Linked DNA regions of Zea mays: region 1 is linked to region 2. Evidence: chromatin contacts called from public Hi-C data. All regions are on one chromosome and are shown on one strand. The core of a region is the stretch at or near the end of the contact, and the rest is flanking DNA. Distances in the headings are between cores, read along the strand shown. Region 1 holds the start of LOC100274871. Region 2 overlaps LOC100382158.

The links. Hi-C and Micro-C count contacts between places; a contact is called where the count stands out from the background.
Region 1: a Hi-C map of tassel shows a contact between it and region 2, with 3 times the contacts expected there. The contact joins the promoter of LOC100274871 here to the enhancer-like site in region 2. A contact is called at or near these places in 2 of 25 Hi-C or Micro-C datasets (ear and tassel).

Annotation. Positions count from the first base shown.
Region 1 is chr10:67,854,612-67,861,778 of Zm-B73-REFERENCE-NAM-5.0, reverse strand. It overlaps LOC100274871, which reads right to left and starts at 5,560. Exons shown (of 11, transcript XM_034059575.1): 1 at 5,301-5,560.
Region 2 is chr10:67,269,642-67,275,897 of Zm-B73-REFERENCE-NAM-5.0, reverse strand. It overlaps LOC100382158, which reads right to left. Exons shown (of 17, transcript NM_001174918.1): 15 at 6,161-6,241; 16 at 5,932-6,015; 17 at 5,223-5,563. The coding sequence ends at 5,432. Among protein-coding and RNA genes, the nearest start is that of LOC100382158, 12 kb to the right of the region's middle. Within about 2 kb of position 4,522, at least 20 of the 20 cell types and tissues checked have an H3K27ac peak or open chromatin away from gene starts, as enhancers often do. A contact at or near this core is called in ear and tassel, where this site is marked.

The sequences.
Region 1 (7,167 bases), core at 4,311-6,810, 580 kb before region 2:
CAATGCTACATAATGACAGTAGAATCGTTAGAATTTGTACTGTGCATGTGTTTACTGGGCCTGTTAGTTGTGGCTTGTGGCCGCCGCCTCCCTCCTCCGGCGGCCGCCGCCATGGCTGGCCCTAGCGCCCCTCCTGAGTCGACATCCCAAGGAGGCCCCGCCGTCATCCCAAGGAGGCCCCGCCGTCATCCGCCCCGCCACCGGCTCCTGCCCTTCAGCCGCTGGGCGCGGTCCCTGTGCCGGGTTCACGGCTTCACGCTACAGCCCCCGTTGCCGCCTCCCCGGTCTTCATCCCGTCGGACGACGTGGACATCTCGGACGCTGGCTTCAGCTCCATTACCGCCCCGGCCCTCAGACTCCACAGCACTCTCCCCTCAGGCGCGGGCAGCGGGCTTCCTCCCCCGGGGCGCGGCGGCAGCAGCTTTTTTTTTCAAACTCCAGTATGCAATGGGCCTCCTATAATCCTATTTCGCTTCTTCTGGACCGCGCCTAGCACTAGGAGTCCACGTTGCTGCAGCAGGGCCCACATCGCTGCTTTGACTAATGGGGTGTTTGTTTACCAAGGACCTGTTTGACCATCTTCGCTAATTATTTGCTAGTGGCTAGCAATTTCTAGCTAGCAACAATTACAGCATCTCCAAGAGCTCCCTAAAAATGACTTCTAAAAATCAGTTTTAAGGGGTATTTAAAAAATTAGTGGGAGTATATTTTTAATCCTTTCTCCAACAGAATCCTTAAAGCGGCAGATTGTTTTTGGGAACCCAAAAAACCCTCATTTGTAGCTATAAATGATGGAGTTTTAAGGGCTATGAAAAAGTTGGAAGCGTTTTAAGGAACTATTGGAGACATGTTTTTGTGTTTTTTCCGAAAAAACTTAATTTAGCAGAGACTTCTGGGAAGCTTTTGGAGATGCTCTAGCCTAGGTAGGTTTGGAGTTTTGGCTGATAGATGTTTTTTTCTTTTGTCATGATATATTAGGTACCATTTGCTTCCATTAGTCTTAGAACTAAAGTTTAGTGTTTACCATGTTTGGTTATAGAGACTAAACAGCTTCTGAACATATTAATTATAGTATACAAAGACTGAAATGCCCCTTGTCTTGATTATGTGAGCGGCATCATCTCATTGTACTGTGTGGCAAGAGGGCAACCGGTGGAAAAAATGTGCTTTAGTCCCTTTTAGCACCCCTTTGAGGGACTAGAAACTAAAGCTAATTAGTCACTATTTTAGTCCTTTCGTTTGACAAAAAAAGACTAAATAGGACTAAAAACCAGAGACTAATCATTAGTCCCTCTAATTAAACGGGACCTTAGTACCTATTAGCAAAATCAAATGGCTAATGGACAAACAATTTCTCAACCCTTCGGCTAACAATTAACCAACTTATTAGACAGACTGTTCGGAGTACAAGTGCTAAAATTTGCCAGAAAATTGTTTGCCTAGTGGATCCAAACATGCCCTAACTCGTAAACTTACTAGCATTTAGTTACTTCTAGTCCCTAAGCTACCAGTATAACTAAATGAGCTTTCCTAAATAAAATTTTAGAGACCAAAGTTTAGAAGGGTGACTAAAGAAATCAAGCATCACTCACTAGGCCTCTTCCACGTCCAAAAAGTTTGTTTGATGATTGGTTGTCTGCTAAACAACAACTGCTTTGTGTATGAACGGTGGTCCCAGACCCACACTCACATCGCGCTGGCTAGGCTCCGGGGAAACGCCAAAAAGTTTGCATCACGTACTTTCCTGGGTGAGGTCGTAGCGCTTTTGCACCTAAGCTGGCCAATGGCTACTCCATGCAACAACCAATCATACTTTCCTGCATCTCGCCGACCTGGACGGCCAAAAGCCATGCAACCGATCGACCCCTATAGTTTGCTCAGGACGAGGTGGCTACTTCCCGGTCTATCCTCGCAGATGCTTTAGGGCGTGTTTGCGACGCTGCCCAGCAGCCTGACTGCGCTCCCGATCTGCAATTGGGCATGTTTGCGTGTCTGGCCTGCTTACGAGCACGGTCGTGTGTGCGCAAAAGCGACGGCTCCGTCTAGCTCCCTGGAAACGGTGCTGGAGTTCGTTTTTTTGGGCTCGGCTGCTCGTGGTATGCTCGTGGTGCAAGCCATGAAAATTTCACGTGATGGCAGGTGACTGAGGGGGTGGCAAACAACATCTAGGCCAAACCGGGCTCATTTCGCATATGAACACAAACACGGTGAGTTGCAGCTGGAGAAGCAGGCCAGGCCTGATCATGTTGAACGGGTCGAGCGGTACAGAATCACAAACACGCCCTAAGGGTCTGCATCCCTCATTGCTCGCCAGCGGGAGCAAGCCGCCACTCATGCGTGAGAGCAAGAGTAGGTGGAGGCAGATATTGCCCTCGAGCGCTAGCTTGATGAGGTCGAGTGCCACCTTATGCTCTTCAACGGCTTATTGTCTTATTTGACATCTCATCTTATATTTTAAATTTCACTCTATTAACTATATAATCTAAATATAAAACAATATTTTGTATGACCATATGTACGATATGCTAGCGACAACTTTATGGGTAATTAGTACGATGACTTTGTCACCGTCCACAACATCAACCTAAATGGCTTCTCTCACGAACCTTCATCGCCAACCTTCATGTCTAGACCAGGGGTGGATGCAAGGGAGGGGGCAAAGTGGGTCATGGCCCCCCTCAATTTCTATGCCCTTTATACCTAATGTTTTATTTACTATTATGTATATCAAAAATTGAAGTTTTGGATAGGTTTAAAAACATGTTTTCGAAAAGATTGACATTCGATAATGTGTGCACTACTTTGATATTCGGCCATGAAGAACTTAGCAATATGTTTGCTTCTTTTGTTCATATAATTTTCTTCTTTGAACTTGTATGGTGTTGATAGATATGAAACTTGAATACCATGCAACAATAGTTTTTTACCATCTCGCTTGATTTTGTAATGTGATTTTTGCACCCCCATTTTTTTTGGTCCTGTGTCTGCCACTGGTCTAGACCGTCGATGTTTAAAACATTTGTTCCCTTGTCTATGTCGTTCTTGACCTAACTTAGACCCCCTACTCCCGCTGGCATAGCAAATGTTGTTGACTTTTCAACATTACGCCCTCAACAACCACGTTTTTTGCTGACACCACCTCCTCACTGCCCCTCCTAGCACTGGATAGACAATGTGGTGATGTCATGGGTCCTCGGCACCCTCACTATTGAGCATCCGGATGTTGTGTGCGAGTGGGGGCACTGCTCGTGAGGTATGGATTGCCATTAAGGCTAAGTTTCTCATCAACTGTTTAGCCCAAGCTCTTCAACTTGACCCCAGCTTTCGCCACTTAGTTCAGGGTGATCTCTCTGTCATTGACTACTACTACCGGACGAAGGCACGACGAACTCCCTCCATGACCTTTGGTGAGCCCCCAGCTTTCGCCACTTTGTTCAGGGTGATCTCTCTGTCATTGACTACTACTACCGGACGAAGGCACGACGAACTCCCTCCATGACCTTTGGTGAGCCCATCGTGGATTGCACAATCATCTTAACATTGTACATGGTCTAATTTGTCGTCGTTGTGACTACATCGAGAAAAGCCCCATAGATTAATTTTATAAGAACAAACATAAACAATCAGTTTTGTTTGCCACAGAACAAAACAAATGTGATTGCGCTCGTGCTCAATCTCACGGATTGATGACTGTCAACACCGTTTTTTTCGATCCCATTATGCTTATGTTCAGCATGAGAGACATTTGTGATAACATGATAGACTAGAACGTCACAAGACGTTCCAAGGCGGTCAGTGAGAAGAACATAGCAAGATCATTCAAATAAAGCAGTGCCCTCTAAGGCTATCTCCAACAGCTATCATATCTTGTCATCTATCTCATCTCTTATTTGAAACTTCACTCTGTAAAATAGTGTAATCTACAGTGCAAATCCTCTATTTGACTCAATCTGCTACAGTCAGCCTAAGTGATGGAGCAGAGAACCAATGTTTGAATATGGTCTTGTATCCACACGCTGAATACGGAGGTTAACGCACCCCCATGACCATGAGGAAGAGCATTAGCGATAGATGACACCGCCATGGAAGCTCTCATATAAGTTAATGCCCAATCTCATGCTCCCTAATGTTGTCGATGTTGGAGGGCATAGAATTGAATATAGAATTGAATCGAGTTCAATACCAAATCAACTATGGTGTTGAAGATACAATTCCAATTTTATTGCTTGGATGTCACTGTAATGAAGTTTGGAATTGGGTGGCCTAATTCCACGTGATACAGAGGGATGATGATCTGTATTGGGGGAAGGGAGTTTATAGTCACAGTCCAATACCACGAAATTGGCTCTCTAGTTCCAAATCTCAATTTCCGTATGCAACCAAATAATAAAATTTAGGGAAGCTAATTTCCAATTCCTGATTTCTGTGCACCAATATCTACATCCAAACGGTGTGTAAGAGGAGCAAGGATGATATATATAGTCGATTGCTATCTATAAGGATCTTTAGAACTTCTTAGTCCACCTGTATAATAATTAGCTCTTCGTTATTAATGTATACTTGTATCTCTAACAAGGTTTCTTTTTTGGTTTTCATGTCTATAATAGTTAGCTCTTCATTATTAATGTATGACCTACTTCTTAGTCCCGTTCTCTCTTCCTTCCAACTCACTCAGCATTTAGCTTACTTATGGTCTGTTATTATATACTCGCTCTAACGAGCTAAAACATTGCAAAAAGGGGCCACCAGCTCCGCGTGTCATCCCATTGCCTCCCACTCTGTTCTCGGTTGGCCTCCTTACCCCCATCGTGCTGAAGACTGTGGCAGCAAGAACCAGGTCGCCCACGCCGTGACTGAGAAGGCCGATCGATCTGGCACTCGTGCCGACGCAGCGAGTGCAGGCCGGATCATAAGTCTTTGAGTTTGCATGTTTGCAGCGCGATGAAGCACTTTATTACCAGCAAAAAGGAACCATTATTATTTTTATTATTATGATCCCAGGTACTCGATCGAAGTGGCTACGAAATTAAGGGACAAGAGTAAGAAGCGTCGTGCATGTGGCCAACACAATTCACCCAGATTCCATTCCACGCCCAGCGATCTGAGGACGCGGCGCAGGAGCAGAGCAGAGCGGGCAGAGCAACACGGAAACGAAGAGCCCAGCCAGACCAACACGCGGACGCGGTCGATCGTCTCGTCCAGCGCAATGCAATCCCACCACCACATCGGACCGGCACCGGCTCCCTCCATGGACGCGAAGCAAAAAACCACGGCGCACGACAAACGGGAAATGTCCGTACCTGCTACGGGTGGGGAAAGCCGGCGAGGTGCGGCGATCCGAGAAGCCACCACCGGCCGGGAACCCGGGGGAAACGCATGCGATGCGATGAAGCGGCGCAGGATCTGTGCGCGCGGCGGGGACGGGGGGCTGGGGGAGCGAGTGGAGGTGGAGGAGCGCGGGCGTTCGTGGGACTGGGAACCAGGTAATTGCCGCAATGGAGAAGTGTTTCTTTGTTTCTTTCTTTCTTTCTGCATGCGTGGCCTCTGCTTTGCGTTCGGCGGAGAAGACGGGGAGGAGACCCTCTTCTTTCTTCCCCCCACACACACAGACACACGCACGCACTTGTTCCGCAGCCTCAATCACCGTAGCCCGTAGATTCACTCTCGTAGACGTATTCTGCGCCGGCGCGCACGTTGACAACTCTCTGTTGCTTTGGTTCCCGCTCTGTTCACAAACCGTGGTCGTAGACGTGTCAGCCTGGGTGAGCTAGGACTCAGGGCCGGTCCTGAGATTTCAGGGACCCGGGACGAAACCAAAAATTGAGGCCTTTAAAGCTTCATCTATAATTTTTACTTTCTTCTAAGTACATCGACAAATTTTTATATGATAAAAAACTCAAATATATCAAAATAAATTCAAATATGTTTACATATTACCTCAAAATTTTCTTCTAACATTTCTTATGTGAAGTCGTTGATAATAGTGTTGCTATCAACCTTGTCCAATAATTTCTTCTTAATACATAAAGTGGTCAATCCGTTGAGCCGTTCTTGAGACATTGTTGACCTTAAATAGTTCTTCAACAATTTCAACTTTGAAAAGCTTCTCTCAGCTGATGCAACAGTTACAGGCACAGTAAATAATATCTGGTAAGCGATTGAAATATTTGGATACGAATCCATTTTCCGAATATACTCAAAGATCTCCATAGCGACTTCAATGTTGTCGAGCTTAATAAAACCCCAAATATACTCTTGAATGTCTGGAGTTCTTCAAATCTATTTTTCAGTGAGCTGTTTGCCATATCAACAACAACTAAGAAATAGTTAACTTCAAAGGCCTTCTCAGCTTGCACAATTCCAAAGAACGTAGCAACTTTCTCACAAGATTTAGCCATGTCATAAAGTGTAAGATTAAGACTATGACAAGCACATGGCATATATAAAGCTCTTGGATTAACATCAAGTAATCGCCCTTGCACTCCCTGACGTATATACACTGTATGTATAGCTGGGTGGGGCCCCTGGAATTTTGGGGCCCGGTGCGGCCGCTCCGGTTGCCCGCCCTCAGGACCGGCCCAGGACTAGTCACAAGTTAGATAAAAAAAAGAACATATATATAGTTTAAATTAGTGAATATTGGACTGCTAGTTAGCTAATAAGTACTAACTGGTTAAAGAAATTTCTAAAAATACCGTAGTCGTAGACGTGTCAGCCCGCCCGTTTTTTTTATAAAAATCGCTTTGATCAAAACCATCTAAAATCAACGTGAACATAAAATTATGACCCGTTGAGGAAACAGGAAACAGTTACTTTCTACGTCCTAAACTAAACACGACCCTTTTTATCTTGTTCCCACGTGATACTTAGGGTGCGTTTGGTTGAGAAGTGGAGAAGAATGGAGCGGCGCTATTCTAGTTTTTTTGGATGTTTGGTTTCTAACAAAAAAGGAGTGAAGTTTTATATGAAAATTTACCATAAATAATTGGAGTGCTCCCGCTCCAACAAAATGATTGGATGCGAGGGCTCTCTCGGATGCGAGCGCTCTTCTTCCTTTTCTCTCCTCTACACTCATATGTCTCTCCAACCAAACAAAGAACGGAGTGGCTCCGCCCTATTTTACTCTTCAACCAAACAAAAAAATAGGGCGACTCTGTTTTATGTTTG
Region 2 (6,256 bases), core at 3,273-5,772:
AAAGAGGAAGCCCCTGGTAACGCGGGCCCACCCGTCAGCGAAAGCGGGACCAGTGGCGCGGTGATGCGGCTGGCGCGTGCGGCCGAGTGACTGGACAGTGGGGCCCGCCCAACAGCGACACCACAGCGCGGGCGCGCGGACGGCTGTGAGAGCGAGGAAAATTTGAAAGTGGGCCGCGCAGGTGGAAAAGGGCATAAGGAGAAGATGGGTCGCGCGGAAGGAAATCGGCCTAGGCACCTAGTTTGATCATTTCCTTCTCTTTTCTATTTTAATTTCTTTCACATTTTTAAATTTCTATTTCAAATTCCCACCATTCAACTCAAATTCTAATTCCTATTTTAAATTCAGATTTCCCCATATCAAATATGATCCAATCATGAATATAAAAATTACTATTTTCATATTATTTTTTATTCTCCTTCCCATTATATAATTCTAGTAATAAATGATTTAATCACAATTTCTTTCCTCATTTTCTCTTTTATGTTTTCATTTAAAATTTTCAGGTCAGATTTAAATTATGATACCTCATTTTAATAGGGTGTATCACCACATGATCTATTTAGTGGCTATTTAACTAGATTGACATTATTAATTGATTATGAATATGAAAGGTCCTAGTAAATTCTCTAAGGGCTTCTTTCTTTTTTAAAAAAAATCTTAGAAATACTATCATAAATATATCTATTTATTTTATTATTCATTTCTTTTTCTACCAATTTTGGGCTTTACAAATCCTACCCCCTTACCAGAAATCTCGTCCTCGAGATTTGTAAGAAAAATGATGTATACCCATATTGTCTCAGAACATATACACAAAAAAGAAACTCAACATGATGCATAACTTATTAGCAAAACATATGGTCAAATAGACCTTATTATTACTCCTAAGATAGTAAAATACTAGCTACTAACTAAAGTAATATTTAGGTCTTTACAAATACTACTTAAATATATATCTATATCTATATTTATGTTTATATATGCTCTAATCTTGCTGCTCGTTGACTTCTTCACCAACTTCTTCATCTTCAATCAGTACTTCTTGGTTGTCAGGTTCACCAGGTTTAGCTTCTACTTTTGCATGGTTGGCTTGCACCCGGTTGACAGATAAGGGCTGACTCTTGCCTCCTGAGGCTTGACCATGTTTCATCGGAGCTGGAGTAGTGTAAGCGGCCCTGTTGGGACAGTAGTTGGCGTAGTGTCCAGACTGTCCACACTTGAAGCATGATCTCTTGGTGGATGTATTAGGAGCAACAAGTCCTGCTGGGGTGCAAGCACATGAATTATTGGGTAGTTTTGCAAGGGAAATTAATTGGTAGGTAGAACAGATAGGCTAGTAGCTGGTTATGAACTGAAGATTCTTTGGCAGGGCTTGATCTGTTGTTTTATGTCAGGATTGGGATAACTAGTCGTATAAGGTGAATGTCCAAAGGTAAGATAGAATCTGTCAAGATGAGATAGATATGTGATACTAGTTGTATTCTAATGGAGAGATAATATAGGTTGTCTAACTATTTTATAAACATTTTTTGCCTATGTGTATGCAGATGCAATTGTGGACATTACTCCACAACTCATCACACTCAATCAAAGATCCAAATCAGACAAGTATCATAAGAACAAACATTTAAGTACATAGATACCTATAAAAAATAGTTTTTTTGTTCCTAAGATTAGGTCTCCTATTCCTAAAAGTCACTTTAGGTACAAGATTTCAAAGTGTGAAATCCAATTTTGTCTTTAGAGTGAAAAGGTAAGAGTAATCAGAGTAAAGCAGCAGTGGATGACAAAAGATTAAGGAAAGTTTAGAAAGAATCAGAGTAGCAAAGGTAAGTAAGTAAGGGTTATCTAGTTCTATATAGGTTTTGTTCTACAGTCAGCATTCCTCTGATACCACTTCTATCACACCCGGGTTTCGAGGGCACCAAGACCCGGACGCGAACTTAATCATCAGGTGTGCTAGGACCAAGTCTTACTCATATGATGACTCATGGTACAAAAATGAATGTCACGCCATTATTATATAACGGAGTTCTGTACAAAATAAATAAATAATTACATCATATGGAGACAATGATCTAGCAACCCAAAGTTGACTGGGAGGCGATGGCCTAGACCTCTCACGAACTCTTCACAACATCCTCCATGCGCCTCATCCTGCGGTACCTGTTCTTGACCTGTGGGGGTGTGAGACAGCAAGGGTGAGCTCACATATGTTTCTCGCTCAACAAGTTGTGGGGAATAATGTGCATGAACTCACCAAAGGTGAGAGCTCATGTGAAGTGTAAAGCATACCAAAGAGGATGGTTAAAGCTGAGCATTGCTTTTAAAGTTGGTCAAAATTTATTAGCAATTACTAAGTATAAGTAGATACCAACCCAAATAAGTAGTAGATCAAAATTGATAACAACACCCACAATGCAATGCATATGACAAATTAAGTTTAATTCAATAAGTTAATCATGTGAGTGTCTGAGCTGCTCATGACCGTGAGCACAGCTGATATACCAGTTTTACACTCTGCAGAGGTTGCACATCTTTACCCACAAGTCATGTTACACATCTGCCAAGGGGTCATGAATCTCATACACCTCTACCAAAGAGGCGAGGCAGGGTAACACTACGAGGCCTTTACAAAGTTCCACTAGCTTCAGAAAACCCTCTACAATTTCTAGGAAGCTCCAATGCAGGATCCATCGCTTGACCGCCATCGCAACAAAATCAACCCAAGGACCTCACTACACTGACCACTCCCCTACTGCCCTTGCCCCTTTCGGGTAAGGTAGTCCTCCACTAGCTGTCCTAATTAGTCAGCCAAGGGCACTGTTTTTCCGGGTGGTTCTCCATGTTCCAATTAACAATATGATCTTATCATGAACAATAATTAAACAACAACATAATTGGAACATGATTGTAATGAAACATTAGTTTTCCAAAACAAGGTAGAGCAATAGGAAATCTACCCAATAATTCATCTATCTGCAAGGTGAGGGATAAACAATGCTAGGGAAACCTATTAGGTCCCATCAAATTAACTTGAGCATGTCACATTGATTAATAGTGAATATTATTAGGGAAAAAGGAGTGGTCAAGGACACAACTTGCCTGGGACTCGAGATTACAAATACCAACTTGCTCTTCAAGTGACTCGTGACCTCGCACTAGTCGTAGCAATACAAACAAACATCGTATAGGCAAAATTAACATCACACCAAACATAAGCACATGATACATAATAATAATCTACGCGTCGCCACGAGATCATAGGTTCGAGAATCACTAAATTTGGAGCTACGGTTATAAAGTTATGATTTTCTAAAGATTTAGGAGTCAGGTACAAAAGATATTAAGTACATAATTTTAATTTAGATTTTATAACAAAATAAAGCTACCAGGGGATAAACAATATTTTTATGGATCTAATGCAATTGGAATGGATCAATTTAGAGTTAAAATGAATTAAATATGAATTAAACAAGTTTCAAGATTTATTTTTATACTAAAATCCTATTTTCCTTATTTAATCCTGAATTTCCTATGGGTTCTGGACTGCGCTCACAATTTTCCAGAAGCCTAGGGTCTAACTCATAAAGTTCTGGGCCGATCTGTAATACTAACAGCATTAGGGTGGACAGCGGGTTTATTTTTCAGAAAACGGAGGGCTCTTTTGCAAAACCACCTAGCCGAAGGGGTATCTTGGAGCCACAGCCGATGGATCTTGCATCAAGGGCTACGATTAGATCAACAAACCGGTACAACACCTCGGCCATCGGATCGTTGATCTACGGTGCCGATTATACCACCGAAAGGGTATCCCTGGGATTTAATCTAAGCCGCACGCGTGAGATCAAACGGCCACGCGCATACCACACTATCATCTATGTGGAGCTGTCGATAACAAGATCAACGCCCCGGCACATTCTCTTCCTCACGCCGCTACCAGGCGGCGGCGCCGCCAGCCATTATGGCGAGGCCTCGCCGGAGAAACACTATTTTGACACGCCAGAGCCCCAATCCCTACCCCGCAAGGCTCTACACGTAGCTGACATAAAGGCAAATGACACAACGATGTTCTCACCGTGCAGATTTCAGTCGAACTCCCTGGTGTCGTCGTTGGGCGGGTTCGCGGCCGAGCGGGACGACGACGAGGAATTGTTGGCGCGGCGATGACTCCCCGCACTACCCACTGCCACCAACGCACCCCGATGCTGTGGCGAAGGTTCCGAGCAAAACTCCATGACCAAGGTGACGACGCAACGCCCGGTCGTCAATGGAGGATTCGTTGTGCGCCTTCCCGGATCTCGCGTTGCCACTGAGGGTGCTCGTGTTTGACTACCCTAGAACAGGCAGATGCGGGAGGTGCTCGCTGATGCGGCGGTCGACTTTATAAGGGCGAGCAGGGTGATCCCAACGGAATCCCGAAGCTCACGGCGAGCAGCGCGCAACAGCCCAAGGAAGAGGAAGCCCCCTGGTGACGCGGGCCCACCCGTCAGCGAAAGCGGGACCAGTGGCGTGGTGATGCGGCTGGCGCATGCGGCCGAGTGATTGGTCAGTGGGGCCCGCCCGACAGCGACACCACAGCGCGGACGCGCGGACGGCTGCGAGAGCGGGGAAAATTTGGAAGTGGGCCGCGCGGGTGGAAAAGAGGATAAGGAGATGGGCCGCGCGGAAGGAAATCGGCCCAGGCACCTAGTTTGATCATTTTCTTCTCTTTTCTATTTTAATTTCTTTCACATTTTCAAATTTCTATTTCAAATTCCCACCATTCAACTCAAATTCTAATTCCTATTTTAAATTCAGATTTCCCCATATCAAATATGATCCAATCATGAATATAAACATTACTATTTCCATATTATTATTTATTTTCCTTCCCATTATATAATTCTAGTAATAAATGATTTAATCACAATTTATTTCCTCATTTTCTCTTTTATGTTTTCATTTAAAATTTTGAGGTCAGATTTAAATTATGATACCTCATTTTAATAGGGTGTATCACCACATTATTTATTTAGTGGCTATTTAACTAGATTGACATTACTAATTGATTATGAATAGGAAAGGTCCTAGTAAATTCTCCAAGGGCTTCTTTCTTTTTTTAAAAAAATCTTAGAAATACTATCATAAATATATCTATTTATTTTATTATTCATTTCTTTTTCTACCAATTTTGGGCTTTACACTCCTGTACATAAGACCTGAAGAACGTGGGTGTCAAAAATAATGCAACAAATTATGGGTGTAGATCTTTGTTCTAACTTCAGATATTCACACCACCATGATTACGCTGTACTATTCGCACTTCTGTTTTACTTGAAGTCATATGAAACCTTCCAATTCTTTTCGACAAATCAAGATGGCACCACAGCTACCAAATTATGCAAAGTAGCACTGCCAGCAGATGGAACTGTATCTTGCTTTTGGGCTAGAAGGTTGGCCATTGGAGGTCACACTGGAGGACTAATTTCTGATACTCTCCAAGCGCCCATATAGGAAATATGTTGCGATAAGCCATGTAACACAAGGGGCCATTTTTCAAGAAACTTCCGATCATTTCCTACAGAACAATAAAGAAACTGTTAGTAGCAACAATAGATCTTATCTTAGGATGAAGGCGATTTAAGTCATTTTATTTTAAAAACAGTTTGAAGTCATCCTGTGTATACTTTCCAATAATTATGTGGGAACAACTCAGGTTTTCTGCAGTCCAGAACCATTCAGAGAGGTATTCTTCTATCTAAGTTCCTGTGAGGGTACTTTGAAGGTCAAAACCTATCGTCGTTTCTCAAGCAAAAGGTCGCTCACATCTATTGATGGAACATCTTTATTGCTTCATTATGCTTAACATCTTTATTGTAACAGGGAATGTCAGGATTAAAAAGTGCATTGTATAATACAGAGCACACTTAGGAAGTTAGGAGTCACCTCCTGTGGGAAGTCGCCATTGCTGAGCTGCATACTCATGATAAGCCGTGCAGCTTTGTGAAGTGGAGTGGGATCTCTTTCCGCCTGGAACTTAGAAGAAAAGTTTGAAATCACTCTAATGCTTCATAAGGTTAAATAGATAAGCAGGTTGGTTGATTTATTCTGATGTTAAATATGCTCTGCTCCAATTGGCCGCTAAATATTTTCTAGTGTTAAATCAAGTAATCACCTGTCCAGCTTTCATGAGCGCCAACATTGCCCACGCAGTGTTCACTATGTGTGACTTCTCCTTATCCAGATTTGTGTATGCCTGTTCATAATTTGA